Linked DNA regions of Zea mays: region 1 is linked to region 2. Evidence: chromatin contacts called from public Hi-C data. All regions are on one chromosome and are shown on one strand. The core of a region is the stretch at or near the end of the contact, and the rest is flanking DNA. Distances in the headings are between cores, read along the strand shown. Region 1 holds the start of LOC103633266 (chemocyanin). Region 2 holds the start of LOC100279471.

The links. A called contact is a pair of places that touch in the nucleus more often than the background predicts.
Region 1: a Hi-C map of ear shows a contact between it and region 2, with 2.7 times the contacts expected there. The contact joins the promoter of LOC103633266 here to the promoter of LOC100279471 in region 2. A contact is called at or near these places in 2 of 25 Hi-C or Micro-C datasets (ear and tassel).

What each region holds. Positions count from the first base shown.
Region 1 is chr7:164,353,192-164,357,446 of Zm-B73-REFERENCE-NAM-5.0, forward strand. It overlaps LOC103633266 (chemocyanin), which reads left to right and starts at 1,882. Exons shown (of 2, transcript XM_008654969.2): 1 at 1,882-2,185; 2 at 2,295-2,973. The coding sequence starts at 2,008. The coding sequence ends at 2,731. LOC100273838 reads right to left here. Exons shown (of 5, transcript NM_001308397.1): 5 at 3,728-4,233. The coding sequence ends at 3,952.
Region 2 is chr7:163,723,747-163,727,574 of Zm-B73-REFERENCE-NAM-5.0, forward strand. LOC100279471 reads left to right here and starts at 2,037. Exons shown (of 7, transcript NM_001152475.1): 1 at 2,037-2,910. The coding sequence starts at 2,040.

The DNA of each region.
Region 1 (4,255 bases), core at 632-3,131, 630 kb after region 2:
ATACAGAAAGAAAATGGAAAATCAAGCTTTGATTCCATATAAATTTTTGTGGAAATCTAAACTGCCTCATAAAATTAAGATTTTCTTCTGGTTAGTGGTAAGAAATAAGATTCTTACTAAGGATAATTTGAGAAAAAGATGCTGGATTGGTTCTTTAAACTGCTGTTTCTGTGGGGTGGATGAATCCATTGATCACTTGTTTTTCTATTGCCCCATTGCTCAGTACATGTGGAGAGTTATTCAAGTGGCCCTGAATTTGAGATCTATTCCAAAAAATATCAAAGATTTGTATGATAATTGGTTTTGTAAACCAAAAGACACGATGGCTCAGCTGGTGTTATTTGGTTGTGGTGCTTTATTCTGGGCTATTTGGCGCACTAGGAATGATTGGTGTTTTGGGAATAGTCATTTACTTGACCCATCTAACATCATTTTTCTTTGCTGCTTCTGGTTGGATTCTTGGGCGATTCGTCAGAAAAAGAAGGAGCGAAAAATGGTGGTGCTAGGAAGCAGGTTAATCCGAAAGACGGCAAGTGAAGCTTTCGGGAGGGCCTTGGGGTGGTGTCCTCTTGACAGGCGGATTCCTGGATGACAAGATGATGATGCCGAGAAAGCTTGTTGGGATAGTTGTCTGTCTTTTGTTGGCCAAACTGTTCAGGTCTTTTGTGGCTTCTGCCTGTCTTGGTTGGTTGTATATAAGAAAGTCTTATGTAGCTCTTCGTAGGCCAAAACTTTCACTGTTATCGTAGTCTCTTCACTGATCTAGCGATAGTGTTTAGAGTCTAGATAACTTTCTGGCCATGTCTGTTCTTTTGGAGGTCCTACCACGTGGGTGCGGTTGTTACATACTTTCCTATTTCTTAATGAAATAGGGGGCTTCGCCCCTTCGTCAAAAAAAAACAATGTAATACAATTGGTGTATCTAAAATATGTATCTTACTATATTTATTACATCGATCAGAGCATTCAATAAATTAAATTGACCAATTAGCTACTCTTCTGTTTTGACTATAGAGCCAAGACACAGTGTCTTCGTCAAGGGACGTGTCTTAATTTTTTTACATTTACCTTCTTAGACATACTTAAAGACACACCTCAAGACACTCATTATACATGACATTAGGGCATTTACACTGGTGTTTAATGTAGAGGCTCTTGAAGTGTTTAAAAAAAATCGTGGAGCCGTCTCTCCGTGAAGAGACGCATCTGGCTCGTAACCCAAGTAGCAACAGACGTCTCACTTACCACTGTACGAATTTGTCGTCTGTTCTATCGATCAGATGTTGTACAAACGCATTTAATTTTGTATTTATTAATAGACTATATTTATAGACACTTCATTGTATAATAAAGTCTCTTAATTGTCTCTTTGTGCTTGGAGAATCGTTTTGGTGTCCCTCTACTATACATGCCCTTGTGCTGAAAAGATTCATCAAAATTAATCGATATAGTACGTGCGAAAATTTTCGAGGATCGTGCGAGGCACGCACGACATCGATCGGGCCGGGAGCTCCCTCGCGATCTGCTCCTGTTGCGGGACGAAGCAACCAGTGGGCCTGTGTAGCTAGTCGTGCTCACGTAGTGCACAGAATCAATGGCGAAAGTCAAACCAATAAGCATATATGCATGCCATCTTGCAATGTAATCTTGCATTGCATTGACCTTTAATTTTGAGTGTCTCAGGGTGCAGCGTACAGTTAATCATTTCGACCCCGAATTCATTTGAAAATGAACAGCAGATTCTCCAACTCATAGTCTGTGTGCCTGTCTTCCCCCCTGCTACGGGCATGTGTTTCATGGTCGGCCACGAACACCTCTTCGTTTGGCATTGGCAAAGAAGGGAATTTCTCTCCATGTTCTGTGTCTCCGTGTATATATAGTCCTATCACCTTTTGCAGCACACGCGATCCCAAATTAAAGGGCCATATATACCGACCCGAACGCCGAAGCAATATAATTCGGTGGACCACCACTCAAAGGACGCGTACGTACGGGCCGGGAGCGAGCATGAATAAGATCGCCTCCGCCGGAGCACTGCTGGCCGTGGTAGCGGTGGTTGCGGCGTTGGCCGCGACGACGGCGTCGGCGAAGGACTACACGGTGGGCGGGTCAGACAGGTGGGACACCTACGTCGACTACGGCAAGTGGACCGCCGGCAAGACGTTCATGGTCGGCGACACCATAAGTGCGTGCTACTGCTAGCTCTCTCCGTTCACGTACTTGCCCGTGCATTATTTCCTTCCCATCTCATCTTGATGTGGCGTGCGATAATGTACGTTAACGACTAACTGCAGCGTTCGAGTACATGCCGTACCACAACGTGCTGGAGGTGACGGCGGCGGACTACGCCAGCTGCAACGCCGGCAGCCCCATCTCCACCCACTCCGGCGGCAGCACCGCCTTCAAGCTCACCGCCACGGGCACCCGCTACTTCATCTGCGGCATCCCGCGCCACTGCCTCAACGGCACCATGCACGTCACGATCACCACCGTTCCCTACGATTCCGCCACCGCCGCGGCAAGCGGCCCCGCGCAGGCTCCGCTCCAGTCATCCTCATCGCCTCCAGCAGCCGACGCCTACGCGCCCGGACCGGCGGCGGGACACAAGGTGGCCCTGGGCGCTGCAGGGAAGTCGCCGGCGGGCGCACCGAGCAGCGCGCCGCGGTATCAGCAGCCCGCGGCCGCGGTGGCTGGGCTGGCGGTGGCCGCTCTGGTGGCCTTGGTCGCCTAAGCTAGCAACGTGCGTGTAATTTGCACGCACGTTGCAGTTTTGACTTTTTGAGTTACTGCTTACTGCTGCTGTACTGTACCTGAAACAGGACTTCTGTTACTGCGAACGTACAAGCGGTATATTCATTTGTGCTTCTTCTTTTTACTCTTGTCGTGTGTTTATATTCGGTACATGGGTGTAAATTGTGATATTTACTTCTTATAATTCCATTTTAGCGGCATTGGTCAATGGTTATGTCTTCAGTGACAGGGTGTGCGAATCCATTTCACAACCACTATGTTGCAAAACTTCGAGGCATAGGAACGATATAATGTTTTCCATGCTGTTCAGAAATATGAATGTTTTCCATACAGCTCAGAAATATGAATTTGGCTCTACAAATACAATGAGGCCCATTTGTTTTGTTGGAATTCAATTCCATTTTAATAATTATAAATTGGACAAAACTAATTAAATTCATATGTTTATATATGTAATATATTTGTATATTATCCTAAATCATATAAGAGATAGTTATATACTATATTTATGGTATAGCGAAACATGTAGAAGAGTGTGCTATAAGTTGTATATCGGAAAAATAGTATGTAAATCTATATAATCAATTTTCATTTCTCACTCATGAATTTAAGATAGGCTTATATAATAACTTTTAAAAGTGGTAGAATGTTACATTTAAAAAAATAGTCTATTCCATTAGTAAGATTCTAATTCCTCAAAATGAAAGGAAACATGTAAGATTTTAATTTTTTAAAATGAAATGAAACAAACAGGAGCTGATTGTTCTTAAGCAGAAAGAAGATCGATACCACCCAAATCATTTCAGGCAGAGGAACGAGGTCAATGGCGGCCACGTCTTGATAACAGGCGAGCACGTTATACCAAAACGCACAGGCGCACAGCTAGCATGTAGTAATGCGCATCCACTTCTACCAACAGCCGTCGTCAGTTTTCACATGCGAGGAGGAACATAACCAAACAGGCAAGAATAGACATAAGCTAATCCACCGATCCACATTAGCTTCTGGTCGCGGAATTTATTTATACCATACCATATATAATATACAAAGGGGTCATCAGATCACCCCATGTCACCGTCCGACACATGTAACATCCCCTTCAGTTCTGGAATCAACTACACCAACAACACTGCGGACCGATCAAGATTTGAATCAATGGAAGGCAGCATCGCCTCTTTCCAACAGGATTTCGCACGGCTTCTACGCCACAGGAGGACAAGACCTAGGGTCATCAGAGGTGTCAACATCTGAAGGCGGCATGAACTGCCACATCGGGAATCCAGGGTAGCCAATCACAGGCATCATCAGCTTGTGCCTGGCGGCGGCTGCTGGCCCCTGGGGAGCAGGGAACGCAGAGGCTGGGATCACTGGGTGGTGTGGTACGAGGCTTGGCCGGGCATTCAGGAACTTGATCTGCTGCTCCAGGCTCTCCTTCTCGGCCTTCAGCCTTTGCTTCTCGTCTCGCAGCTCATTCTTCTCGGCCTGCAAAAGGAAAGTATTTCAG
Region 2 (3,828 bases), core at 787-3,286:
TCTTTGCGTATTTGTGTCTAGAATAGATAGATTTAATAGAAAAAGTGCTAGCGTTCAGTGGCTAGGCCCCCCTGTTTTTGGGGGCTCGGTGCGGCCGCACCCTCTGCACCCCCTCCGGTACGGCCCTGCCCGCAACCGTTTTCCAGCGACCGAGGTGGTCCGGAGTCGCCTCTTGGCAGACTAGCGCCGCTGCACACCAAGGTCCTCTGCTAGTGCCAGGTGACCAATAGGGATGAAAACGGGATCGATCGGAATAACCTATCTTCTATTTTCATTTTTCATATTTTATTTTAAAAACATGATCGAAAATGGTACCATCGGAGTAAATCGATAATGAATCGGAATCGGGCATAAAAAACGAAAACAACCATCGCATAGACTATTAAAATATAATAGTGTTGCAATCAATTGAAACATCTTATCTACACATATGGAAGCAATATATTATAATATATATATGTCTACCAAAGAAAACAATCAATTATAGATTTGTTTGTTGCAATTTCACATAGTCGTCTATGATTTTTCTCATTGTACTATCTAAAACGGGATGTTACACGCGGGTAAAACGGGAAAAGCAAAAAAGGTCGAACAATCATATTGTTTTGTCCCATTTTCACATTTGTCAAAAACGAATATTTAGAGTTGTCTAATGTTCTATTTAGGGACCGAGAGAGTTGATAGACATTAAACTTAAAATAATTTGAGCTCTTGAGTGTTGTTAAAGGTTCAGGCATTATGATAAAAAGTACTATATTAATTTGTTAGATCATATATATATAATGTAAAATAGTCTAAAGTTTAATAGTTAACTTTTATTAATAAACTATAGACCATTTTATGATACTTCATCCGTTCTAAAATATAATTCTTTTTAATTCACTTTTTTCGTCCACATTCAAATGATAATGAATATTTTAGGGCTGAGAGAGTATAAAACATGACCTCGTTCCAATCCTGCCGGGGACTGCAAGTCCAAATTACTTCCACGAATTTTCCCTACTTTTCCAAAAAAAAGATTTAGAAAGATTATTAGAAAGAGAATTATGGGTCTCCGTTGACCGTTGGTCTACCTGGTCAATTCGTTCGGGACATGACATCTCACTGTTGAAGCTTCGTACCCTGAATGCATGACGCTGCCCCCAAATTATTATTGGACACGCCTCCGCTGTTTCTATTTTCAACGCGCACACGCATACTAAATGGTAAATGTATACTGGTTTGAAGTTTGATAGGTTTTTTTGAGCTAATTACATGTGTGATCTATTATATAAATTCAATAAGGTAGTACTAGTCGATTCATGTAGTTCCACTAATAGTTGGTTTAGAGGACCATCTAGTTTTGTGCATACGTCTGATTCGTTAATTAGTTTTTTCTATTTTATTAATCTGATGTGATCTATTTTTTTAAAAAAATATTGCAAACTTTGAAATTACGAGTTCAAACTTTTGCTACTTGTTTAGATTTTAAATCTGATATCGAAAACCTTTATAGACATCATTCAAAATTTTGCTCTCTGAATTTGAAATCTTTCTGTAATATCCAACGACATTATACTCCTAGATCCAACTCTGCATTCAGAATTTATTAACTTTGAACTATAATATGATATTGTAAAATTTGTATATATAGCCAGGTTAAATTTTTTGGGATTTTTAAAACTGCACACCTATATTCATAAACTTTATACTGGCTCGTTTTAATTATTCTACCCTAAGATTCAAAACTTTGTATTACACTCTTATTTTAGTATCCTTCTATTATTGTAGTAGCATATTATATTGTAAACTTCTACTGGTATGATATGGACTTTGTACAGCTGGAATAAAACTTTTTAATTGAAAATTTTGTATTTCATATTTCAAAGGTTTGTACTGACATATTTCAAACGGGTGTGCGGCAGGATAAAGTACATCTTCATGCTCCTTATTAGCATAGGCCAGAGACCACGACGGCGACGCACAGGCCAGAGGCCACGGCACTACCCTCCTCTATATCACTGCTCGCCACGCAAGACGGCACGAGCAGCCGTAACGCCATGGCAACGGCCACGGCCGCGTTGGGTCGCGTCGCCTCCCCGCGCCTCGTCATGGGCTACCTTCTCTTCCTCACCGTCGCCTCCCTCCTCCTCTTCTCGCCGCGGGCCGCTGCGCAGGCGTGGCAGCTCTGCGGGAACACCGGCAACTACACGGCCAACAGCACCTACCAGTCCAACCTCGAAAGCCTCGCCAAGGCGCTCTCCGCGAACGCGTCCCGCTCGAGGAACCTCTTCGCGGAGGGCAGCGTCGGCGCCGTCCCGTATGTCGTCTACGCGCTCGCGCTTTGCCGCGGGGACACCAACGCCACGGCCTGCGGCTCCTGCGTCGCCACGGGGTTTCAAGACGCGCAGCAGCTCTGCCCCTACAAGAATGACGCGGCCGTGGTCTACGACGACTGCTACCTCCGCTTCTCCAACCAGGATTTCATCGCCAGCACCACCGACAACGGCAATGATAACATCATCCTCATGAACACTCAGAGCGTGAGCTCGCCGGTGCAGGCGTTCGACGCCGCCGTCGTCATGCTCCTCAACGCCACCGGCGACTACGCGGCGGCGAACTCGTCGCGGTTTGCCACGGGGGAAGAGGGCTTCGACGCCAGCTACCCCACCATCTACGGGCTCACGCAGTGCACGCCGGACATGTCGTCCGCAGACTGCCGGAGCTGCCTTGGGAGCATAATATCGGCGATGCCAGGGTCTCTCAGCGGAAGTAAGGGCGGGAGGATTATAGGGACGCGGTGCAATTTCAGGTACGAGGTGTATTCTTTCTTCTCCGGAGCGCCCTCGCTACGTCTGCCAGCGGCGTCGCCACCGGCGCCACTGCCATCTCCTACGGCATTTAACGTGACGCCGACGGCAACCCCACCAGGTGAGATATCAGCAACAGATTGCCAAGTTTTTAGTTTTTGTTCGTTTTTAGCCCTAGATGGCTCCTTCAAATCAGATTTTAAAACAGGAGGTTCGTCTCAAGAACACGATTACACGAAAAAGAAAAAAACATGCGCACACTCAAACAACCCAAATTATCTCCCCCTTTTTTGTCCACTGTGGCACTGTACTTCTTTTCTGGGAGAAAAAAAATGTCCACTATACTAGTTTCGCACGACTCTTGAATCGGTCATTCCAATCAAACGACTGAAACTCTCTGTCTTCTATTTGAATTATCTGGGAGCTACAGTTTCGTCAACAGATTTTGGTAGCGGACACAACCGTGTACACTGGTTTTCTTTGAGGATCTTGACATCTCTGCAGTCCCGTCGCTATCGTTTACTACTTTGTTGACCGGAAACAGCGACTACAGTACGCTGAAGACTTCTTAGTTGACTACTTCTAGAGAAACACATACTATGCATCAAGACACATACTATGCAAGGCATTAGGCTATCCGCAACCATTATCCCTAAATTTTTCTCCCTATATCACTTTTCTCCCCTATATTTCCCCCTATTTTTTCATCTCCCGCAGCGGTTTCCCCTAAATACTCCCCTATACCCCACTACAACTATAAAATATCGTTTTCTATATCAACTATCAATTTTTTATCTACTAACAATTACTGGTGGACCCACAACATAGTGTTTAGGGTGATGAACAGTGACACGCTAGATCTAGGGGGAGAGAGAAGGAGACCGACGCGTAGGGTGCGCTGTAGGGGACACCGCTGCGGCGGTAGGGTGACCCCTACAGCCGGCATGCAAGGGGAGGGGGAAGGCTAGCGCGTACCGCTGCGCACAGCCTTAATATATAGTACTCTCTATCCTAATTTATAATTTGTTCGGCTTTTTTA